Linked DNA regions of Mus musculus: regions 2 and 3 are each linked to region 1. A link is a contact called in public promoter capture Hi-C data. All regions are on one chromosome and are shown on one strand. The core of a region is the stretch at or near the end of the contact, and the rest is flanking DNA. Distances in the headings are between cores, read along the strand shown. Region 1 holds the start of Tyk2 (tyrosine kinase 2). Region 2 holds the start of Ecsit (ECSIT signalling integrator). Region 3 holds the start of Kank2 (KN motif and ankyrin repeat domains 2).

What was found. Promoter capture Hi-C pulls out the DNA fragments that hold promoters and counts their contacts.
Region 2: a contact with region 1 is called in a promoter capture Hi-C map of liver, with 5 times the contacts expected there. The contact joins the promoter of Ecsit here to the promoter of Tyk2 in region 1. A contact is called at or near these places in 2 of 39 promoter capture datasets (both in liver).
Region 3: a contact with region 1 is called in a promoter capture Hi-C map of second pharyngeal arch cranial neural crest. The contact joins the promoter of Kank2 here to the promoter of Tyk2 in region 1. A contact is called at or near these places in 3 of 39 promoter capture datasets (liver and second pharyngeal arch cranial neural crest) and 1 of 115 datasets of contacts at active chromatin or transcription factors (microglia).

The regions. Positions count from the first base shown.
Region 1 is chr9:21,129,508-21,132,804 of GRCm38.p6, reverse strand. Tyk2 (tyrosine kinase 2) reads left to right here and starts at 1,530. Exons shown (of 25, transcript NM_018793.2): 1 at 1,530-1,633.
Region 2 is chr9:22,083,728-22,087,024 of GRCm38.p6, reverse strand. It overlaps Ecsit (ECSIT signalling integrator), which reads left to right and starts at 1,598. Exons shown (of 9, transcript NM_001253897.1): 1 at 1,598-1,668; 2 at 2,817-3,002. Gm16845 (predicted gene, 16845) reads right to left here. Exons shown (of 3, transcript NR_040407.1): 3 at 894-2,082.
Region 3 is chr9:21,797,093-21,800,389 of GRCm38.p6, reverse strand. Kank2 (KN motif and ankyrin repeat domains 2) reads left to right here and starts at 1,844. Exons shown (of 12, transcript NM_145611.4): 1 at 1,844-1,908. Dock6 (dedicator of cytokinesis 6) reads left to right here. Exons shown (of 50, transcript NM_177030.3): 50 at 1-210. The coding sequence ends at 33.

The DNA of each region.
Region 1 (3,297 bases), core at 281-2,780:
TTCCTGGTATCGAGCACCCCAGCACTTTGTTGAGGAGAAGGGGTTATGCTCTCTGCTCTGTAACTACTTTCTGGTGAAATTAGGACTCCCTGTCACAGCCCAGGGAGGCTGGTCTGTTAGCCAGAGTAGGGGAGGAAATTAGGGCAGTGAGGCATTCACCACAAGCGTATGATTTGCCGACCCAGCTGAAGGGACAGTCTCATTTGCTGGGCGCCTGGGCTCACGTTAGTTTTTAGCAGGTCCAGGGCTTTCTGGTTTGTAGGGCTGCTTGGGTCTGGTGCGGTGTAGATCATCTCTGGAGCAGTTTGCAATCTGCTTCTGATTCATGGATGGTGTGCACCGGCCGAGTGGAACCGTACTAATATAGATCTGGACTAGGGACAAAAGTCAATGAAGTTAAAGGAAACATATTTGGAGAGCCTCGGAAATGGGCAACAGGCAGGGAGGCATAGGCTGCTGATTGACAGGAGTTCAAATCCAGGCAACCACAAGGTGGCACACATCCTTAACAAGACCTGATGCTCTCTTCCCGTGTGTCTGAAGACATCTACAGTCTTCCTACATATAACAATGAATATTTTTTTTTTTTTTTTTTTTTTTGGTTTCTCGAGACAGGATTTCTCTGTGTAGTCCTTGCTGTCCTAGAACACACTCTGTAGACCAGGCTGGCTTCAAACTCAGAGATCCGCCTGCCTCTGCCTCCCGAGTGCTGGGATTACAGGCATGTGCAACCACTGCCCGTCTTGAATAAATCTTTAAACAAAAACAAAAACTGGGTCTCATACAGCCTATGTCGTTCTCAAATCTCGCCCCAACTCAAAGTAGAGAGGATGGCATTGAACTTTTTTTTTAAAAAAATTATTTATTTTATGTATTTGAGTACACTGTCGCGTCTTCAGACACATCATTAGAGGGCATCGGATCCCATTACAGATGGTTGTGAGCCACCATGTGGTTGCTGGGAATTGAACTCAGGACCTCTGGAAGAGCAGTCAGTGTTCTTAACCTCTGAGCCATCTCTTCTGAGCTTTCTTTTCCACTCAAGTGCTGAGACTACAGGCATGTGTCTTCACACTTAATTGCAAGCACTGAGCTACAGCCTATTCACCAAAGACTGTTCAAGGAAAGCTTGGGGGGTGGGGCTTGGGATACGGTATTTTAAAAGGGGTGGTGATGGGAGAGGTTGGATGTGTAGGGATAGCACTGGGAGCCTCAAGCCTGGGTGACTCTGCAGCCGCGATACCCTGGTGTAGGCCGACGGGCAGAAGCCTAGGCAATGAGGGTTCCAGGTCCTTCGCCTACAGACCTCACTTTTCCGCCCGGCCCTGCAGCCCTCCTCTGCGTTTCCGCCCTCACCTTCGACGTCCAATCGTAGAGGCCTCCTCAGTTCCGCTTGCCACGCCAACAAATCACGACTAAAATAATCCCTCACCATCAACATTCGGAACGCCGCTGTTCTCGTACAATGACCAATAGGGATGTAGGACCGTAAACTGGGTGGGACGGACCGCAGCCAAAGGCATGCGCACTTCAGGTAGCCAATGGCAAGTGGCGCGTAGGCGGTGGACTTCCAGCGGCTCCCCGAGGCAGTGGGGCGGGGTCCAGGGTCCCAAGCCTGAGTACTCCGGAAACGGTGAGTGCAGAGGGTCCGCTGTGGGAAGCTGGCAGCGAGGAGGCTTGGGACTTGCCTGCATTAACACTGCCCCAGAGTGAGACTGGTGGGTTACCTGGAGAGTGCACAGTGCAGTTATTGCCTGGGCCAGATAGGTAGGCAAGTTTTCGGACAGTCGGTGCGGAGAGATGCAGTTTCTGCAAGTACAAACTACCTGGATTTCGTCTTCAAAGCTAAACCTGAATTTTTGAGACGATCCAGGAAGGAGGAAGGGAGTTCTCTTAAAAGCCCATGTCCCCAGGATGGCGCCCTGAACAGGAATAGATACGGTCCACAACTATTAACCGCTTACTGTGTGCCAGACGCTTTCTCTCTTGCCTTTGAGATAGACACTGGCCCCAGCCTCCTTTACAGGCAGATCTGACTGTATGTAGGTGCGCCTACAGTCACATAAATTACTAAGGCTGGTGGGCTCAAGGTTGGGCTTGCTGACCTATCTGCCTCCGAGTCCAACACTGAGGAGGCAGAGGCAGAGGGATTGCTGTGAGCTCTATTGTAAAATGCTGCCTCAAAATTAAAATTGTGTGTGTGTGATGTTGAGTATAGTGCATTATTCCTGCATTTAGAATACTGAGGCAAAAGGACCACCATGCTTTGGAGACCAGTGTGAGCTACAGTGTGAGTTCCAGGATAGCCTGGGCTACACTGTTGGACCAACATCAAAATCATAACATAAAGGATGAATGGATGTTCCCTCAGTTGGAAAAGTGCCTGCTAACATAAGGACCCAAGTTTGAATCCCAACACTCACAGAAACCGGAGTGTGGCAGCAGGCATGTCACTCCAGCACTAGGGGATGGAGACAGGAAGCTCTTAGGGGCTCCCAAGACAGCCCAGCCAGAACAGTGACCTTGGTTTAGTAATACCATGCCTCAAAAAATAAGGTAAAGGAGTAGGAGAAACGACTCAGGGTTACAGTCACTGTTAACACAGAGGACCTAGATTTAGTTCCCAGCACCCACATGGCAGCTCTCAACCATATATAACTCCAGTTCCAGGGGATCTTACCCCATCTTCTGGCCTCCATCGGTACCAGGAACATATGAGGTACAGACAAACATGTAGGCACAATGTTCACACTTATTATAAGTGTGGAAGCCAGGCAGTCATGGTGTATTCCTTTAGTCCCAGCACTTGGGAGGCAGAGGCAGGCAGATCTCTGAGGTTGAGGCCAGCCTGGTCTACAGAGTAAGTTCCAGGATATCCAGGGCTACACAGAGAAACCATGTTTGAAAAAGCATTTAAAAAGTAGAAAGTAATAGAGGAAGGACCTAATGTCCACTTCTGGCCGAAGCTGACTTTCACACTCAGGTGCACACACATGTATACACTGTGCATGCACACACATACATATGCATGTACATATTTCCCTATACACATTCATGCACTATACACACATCCATGCATCATACACACACATGTGAGATGCACACATATGCCTATACACATGCACTTGTATATATTATCTAAACACACATAATTTATGTACGTACATACATGTCATGTACACATATGCCTGCACACACATGGGTACAACAGGAATATATACACCTATAACATGCACACATGTGCACACTATGTACATGCACACACATCACCATGTTCATACGTTTTTGGTTTGTTTT
Region 2 (3,297 bases), core at 349-2,848, 950 kb before region 1:
AGAGCCATAAACAAAGGCTAGCTAGGTCTATATAAAGAGGTCCAGGTCAGCCAGGCCAAGCAGCACAGTAAGACCCTGTCTAGACGAAAGAAAAGGACTGGGGCTACACCTCAGTTGGTAGAGAACCTGCCTACAATGTAAGAGGCTCTGGACTGTATCCCTGGCACTACAGAGACAATGCATGGTGGTACAGGCTCGTAATCCCAGGACAAGAGAGGCAGGAAGATCAGATCAAAATCAAATTCAGCTACACACAAGCTCAAAGCTAGTCTGGGCTACACAAGACCTTGTTTTAAAAATAATTACTGCCGGGCGGTGATGGCACACGCCTTTAATCCCAGTACTTGGGAGGCAGAGGCAGGCGGATTTCTGAGTTCGAGGCCACCCTGGTCTACAAAGTGAGTTCCAGGACAGCCAGCAGGGCTATACAGAGAAACCCTGTCTCGAAAAAACAAACAAACAAAATAAATAAATAAATAAATAAATAAATAAAAATAATTACTTATGGGGTTGACAGGTCAGCTCTGTGGGTAAAGTGCTGCCAAGTCTGATGGCCCAAGTTCAATCCCTGGGACTCAAAGGATAGATTCTAGTAAATTATCACCACATGTGCCACCCAAAATACAACAATGTTTAAAAATGCACTTAAAACAATAAAAGCCTATATTCAATCATTTTATACATGTATAAAATCCCTCTCCTCTATACATGCGTACAATTCCCCGGCGATCCAGTCATCTAGACATGCACTCCATAGGCCTCGCAGCCCTCAGTGTGGGTGGGCTAAAGAGTCAATCTAGACTCCCTGTTGGGGAGGGAGAGAGGGGGGTCAGGAATGCATGTCCTTTTTCACAGTAGCCCTTGTTGTACTTATATGGCCATTTCACATAGATGAATTCAAACTTCAAACATTTTTATTAAAGGGCGTTAAAAGTGCTCGCAGCCAAGCCTGATGACCCAGGTTTCATCCCCAGTACCCACATGGAAAGAACATCCCCCAAGCTGCCCTCTGACTCCCACACGAACATGCTCACATAGACTTACACACATAACACACAGTAAAAATAAACACAGCTTGACATTCTGTTAAAGCTGTTGGCAGTGTTGCCCAGCTGAGGTTCCAGCTATTCGGGAGGCTGAACCCCGAGGATCTCTTGAATCCAGGGTTTTGAGAACAGGCTGAGCACCACTGCAAGACCCTGACTCAAACAACTCAACCAACCAAACTGAAAAAACCTCTTTAGTAAAAAAATGCATTCCGGGACTGGGGCTGCGGCTTAGTTGACAGCAGTAGAGTGCTTGCTTAGCACGCAAGCCGCCCTGGGCTCCGAACCGGATGTGGTGCTTCCAGTCCGTAACAATAATAATAATTTACCACACCGCGGAGAAAGTTGGACCGGACGGACGCCGGGGAACCCGCTCCAGCGCCTCCGTACTGGTATCCAAAGTCTCCAGGCTTCTGGAGCTCAGTGAGGGGCAGGGCCTGCTCCTGAGGAGAAACCAGCGTCTCCCCCCTTCCTATTGGTGGATCTCTTCCTGAGGGCGGGACCTATCGTCACAGGCTCTTCTGATTTGCTGTCACCTTCGACTCGTAACCGGAAGCTCCGTGGCTCAACATGACAGCGTCCAGCGGTCCCACAGAGCCGGCTCGGGTCTGCGGCTGGCCACGTGAGTAGGTGGGTCGCGCGTGGGAGGTTTATGGGACTGTCTGGGATTCGGGGCGTCCACTTCCAGGCCTGGTAGAGCCGGGGAGGATGACCTTCAACTCGGCCTCAGAGTCGGGACACTGTGACCTTTTGGGGTGCAGGCTTGGGAACGTGCCTGGAAAGGTTGCTGGGCACCTCTTGCTGCAGGCGGTCCGTTTCACAGATGGGACCGCGGACTTGGGCCACACATCTTGTCTGTGACGCAGGCATTGGAACCTTCCAATGAGACCTCTTAGAGACCCGGAATCGTGCCAGCCCACACGCATACACACACGCGACCTGGCTGTTCAGATTTCTCTCTGTTTTGTAGAAACTTGCTTAGTTCCACTCCGTTGGTCGGTGTTGGGCAGTTACCATGTACCATGCACTGGCCCAGCTAGTGGAGACACAACCAGATTTTAAACAGAAATCAGATGAGAAAAACAGATTTTAAAAAGTATTTCCTAATTGAGCAAACCACAAACATAACAGATAATTCAAAACAGTGATTGTTGCAAGCAATGTGTTTTTCCCTGCGACAAGATTCTTTATGTACCCCAAGTTGGCCTTGAATTCATCATGAACATCCTCCTGCTCCAGCCTTCTGAGTGCTGGATTACAGGCATATACCAAGACAGTAAGTAGTAGGCAGAGGGTAAAAGAATCGTGGTGGTACACGCCTTTAATCCCAGCACTCGGGAGGCAGAGGCAGGCGGATTTCTGAGTTCGAGGCCAGCCTGGTCTACAGAGTGAGTTCCAGGACAGCCAGAGAAACCCTGTCTCAAAAACCAAAAAAAAAAAAAAAAAAAAAAAAGTTCAAAGCCCGTGCCTGAGGTGCATCAGACCAAAACAGTGTGGCTGGAGTTATGAGAGAGAGGGGAGGTACAGCAGGTGGACTCCATCCGATGTGTATTTACTTTGAAGTTTTTATTTTAGCCATGGTATGGAGGTGGGGCACATGTGCACTGGTGCATGGTGGAGGTCAGAGGACAGCTCTGGAGTTTTATCCATACACCTTATGTTGGTTCCAGGGTTTAAACTCAGGTCATTAGGTTTGCTTTGTTTGTTCCAACAGCAAGTTCCTTTCTCAGCTAAATTTCCTCTCCCCACTCTTATTTATTTAAATTTTAGACAGGACCTTACTGTAGCTCAGACTGACATGGGACTTACTAATTATCACCAGCTGGTTTGATTCTGGAGGCCATCTTCCTGCCTATGTAGTCCTGGCTGGTCTGGAACTTGCTATGCCTATATAGATCGTCTCACCTCAAACTCAGAGGTCTGCCAGCCGGGGTCTCCCAAGTGCTGAGATTACAGGTATGTGCTATCCCACCCAGCAATCTTATGTGTTCATATGTGGGTACAGGGATGTATGTTAGTATGTGTTCACGTGTACAAAGGACAAATGTCAACCTTGGATGTTGTCCCTCAGGAGCTGTCCACCGTGTGCTCTGAGACAGATCTTTCAGTGGGACATGTAGCTCACTGACTAGGCTGGCTAGCAGCGAGCTCGGGGACCTGCCCTTTTTTGCTTCCTCCGACTGCTCAGATTGCAAGCCGCTTTGTATGTAGGGCTCAAGCCCTGGTCCTCATACTTTCAGGGCAAGCATTT
Region 3 (3,297 bases), core at 595-3,094, 670 kb before region 1:
AACAGATCAAGTTTCAGGAAGGCTGACCTCTGACAAGGCTAAGAGCCACACCCAGAAGACCAGCACCCACACCTCAGCTGCCTGTGCCTTTCTGGAGTTATAGCTGCCCCGAGTCGAAGTCCTAGGAGATGAGCCCCCTGTCTGTCTGCACTGATGGATTCTAAATTTTGTTTTTGTTTGTTTTTAATTTAAAGTGAGTTTTATATACAACCTGTGTGGTGTGCTGACAGTTGACATGGCCCCTGCCCTGGGGGCAGTGACGTTCATTCAGTGGGAGAAGAGAACACACTCACATTGTAACATGGCCATGGGAAAGAGTGTTTCCTGTGTGCGAGGTCACGTGTGTCCACCTGTGGTGAGGGTTTGCGTGTGCAAGCGTGTGATGTACGAGTATTCCTCAGTCTCTCCACTTTTTGTTTTGTGTTTACTTTGCTTCCCAGCCTGGCCTTGAACTCACAAAGACCCATCCACCTCAGCCTCAGCCTTTTCTACTAAGTGCTGGGATTAAATGGTTTATCATTTTTAATTGTATTTTTTTCTCCTCTTTCTCTCTTTCTGTCTGTCTGTATGTTTGTGGGTGCATGGGTGCCATGACACACATGTGGAGTCAGAGGACAGTTTGCAGAACTCAGTTCTCCCCTTCCACTGTATAGATCGCAGGCATTGAGCTTTCAGGCTTGCAGCAGGCACCTTCGTCTTGACATCTGACGAGCCTCCCCTTGGTCATCCACTTATTTTTTGAGACAGGTCTCATTGAACCTGGAGTTCATAGATGCAGCTAGGTTCACTGGCTGGTAAGCCCCAGCCATAGAGATCTGCCCAGCCCCCAGAATTCGGCTTACAGGTAAACTTGTGGGCCCAACTCTTATGTAGATGCTGGAGTTCGAACTCAGATCCTAGTTCACACCGGCAGGCAGTTTACCCACTGAGACATCCACCTGTCACGTGTGCTAAGCAGAGGCTTCCAGGAAGCTATATTTTTCCTCTTTCCTCCCCTTCCCTTCCTCTCTCTTTCTTTCTTTCTTCCTTTCTTTCTTTCCTGTTGTTTTGTCTTTAGTTTGTTTATTTTGAGACAGTCTCTCCTGGCTCAGAATTACTGGAGTAGAAGGTGACCTCTCTAGTACTTGATCGCCCTGGCTCCACATCTTTCATGTGCTGGGACTACAGGTGTGCAGTCCCGCTGTGAGAGTGGCTTCAGAAAGTCCAGTGCAAACAGAAGTTCATCTCTGGACTAGGGTGTAGTTTAGAGGCAGAGTGATTAGCATTCAGAGTCCTGGGGTCCATCCCCAACCTCACAAAATCAATAAACCACGCCCTGTGATTTGTGTCAGCCCAAGAGTAGTATGAAGGGAATTTTCTGAACACACTTAACAGATGGGTCATGTGATTGACCCCATTTTGCTGATGGGGAAACTGAGGCACAACTTCAATTTCAGGAGATTGGGGTGTGGGTGCTGCAATCTTAGAGTTTGGGTCGGCGGTCACGCCATGGTGCACCCGGCCTGCAGCTGGAAGACTTCCAGCTGCTGGCGGCCAACGGGGGAGGGGTGACCTCCAGTCGCCGCTACCGCACCCGCCCTCGAGCTGGGCTGCGGCCAGCTCCGCCCCCTGCAGCGTCCAGCTGCGAAGGGCGGGCACCAGGCTTGGAGAAGCGGGGACCCTGTCCGGAGGGCTGGTGGCCAGGAGCCGACTGAGACCCTAGGACGTGCTCAGGCCGCAGCGAGAGCGCGTGCACCCCCACGACCACCCTTCAACTTCGCCCCCAGGCCCCGCGGCCGAGGCGCCCGGGAGACTGGAGGGGCGTGGCTTTCTGGTGGGGGCGTGGCTACCGCGCTGGCTCCGCAAGCTTGCGGCGACTGAGGCGGAGCGGGCAGGACGCCTGGGACGGCGGAGGCTCGAGCGTGCCAGGCGAGTGGGACGGAGGGCTGATCGGGGTGGCGTGGGGTCCGGGCTACTCTAGGGGCACTATCAGGATTTCTAACCCACCTCCAACCCGAGGCTACAAGCTCGCACACTCTCTCTTAGCTGGTCCCTCTCAAGTCTTAACATCTGCGCCCAAACTTTGCAAACCGGAGCGTCTGGGTCCCCGCGCTCCTCTCCCCTCCCCAGCCCTGACCTGGGCCCTGCTTCCCTTGCCCCTAGCCCACCTCTATGCCTTTATCATTCCCTGCCTCTCTTCCTCTGCTCCGCCACTCTCGTCTAGCTCTGTCCCCTAACCTTCCCAGGTCCCCGCTCTCGCAGCTCCGGGTGGCCGGACCAGGCCCCTCAGCGGCGGGAAGGCATCCGGGCGTCCGGCCGGGCTGGGCCTGGCTGCTGGGCGGGTGTGGGGATCAGCAGATGTTTGCCATTAGACTGGGACCCCGCAGGCCCCGCCCCCTCCCCGCCCGGGGCGGGGTCCTCCTCACCCCCAACTTTAGGGGCGGAGGGAGCGCGGCAGGAAAACCCCCAGATCCCAGATTCACCCAGGCTGGTGGTGGGGGGGGGTGCACTCTGGGGAGACCCTGTGGCCCTTTCCTGGAAACTCCCACCTGTTGATTCTTCCAGCCTCCTTCCGCCTCTCTCATCCCGGGATCTTGTGGAGAGAGGGGCCTCCTCCGACTCCCGCCACGGAGTTACCAGCCTGAGGTTAGATAACGAGACCCGTAGACCTCCATCGCTCCATCTGGAGAGTAAGATGTATAGGGTCTAGGGGTGCTTTGGGCGAATCTGCCCCGTTTTAGGTTCAAGTCAGAGATCTGCCTGCCTCCGCCTCCCAAGTGCTGGGATTAAAGGCATGTGAGGCTACACTCAGCTTGCAAGATCTTTTTCCAAAAACATAAGCATGGCTGGGGATGGAGAACGTGGGCCTAGCATGTATGAAACCGGGGGTTCCACCCCAGAATGTATGGTGTGGTGTGGTGTAGCCAGCCACGCCAGCACTTATGAGGTGCAGGCTGGAGGATCAGGATTTCAGGGTCATCCCCAGCCACATAGTGAGTTTGAGGCCAGCCTGGGCTACAGGAAACTGCCTTAAATAACCAAACAAAACGGTGTGGTAATTATTCATTATTCATTCCACCTCAGTGCCCCTAGCCCAGGCTACCCCAATTCTGCTCCCTACTTCTGTGTCTCTCTTAAGTCCTCAGAAAATATTTTGGACTAACTTCCTGTCCTTGGAGGTTCTGAGGCTCCAGGCAGATGCAGAGCCAATTTTATCTACAACTGGTAACTGCATTTCAGGTGTTCATGCCAGCAAAGTGAGGGCAGAGACGTGAGGAGACACAAACTGGAGGGACAGAGCTATGGAGGGGAACTAAG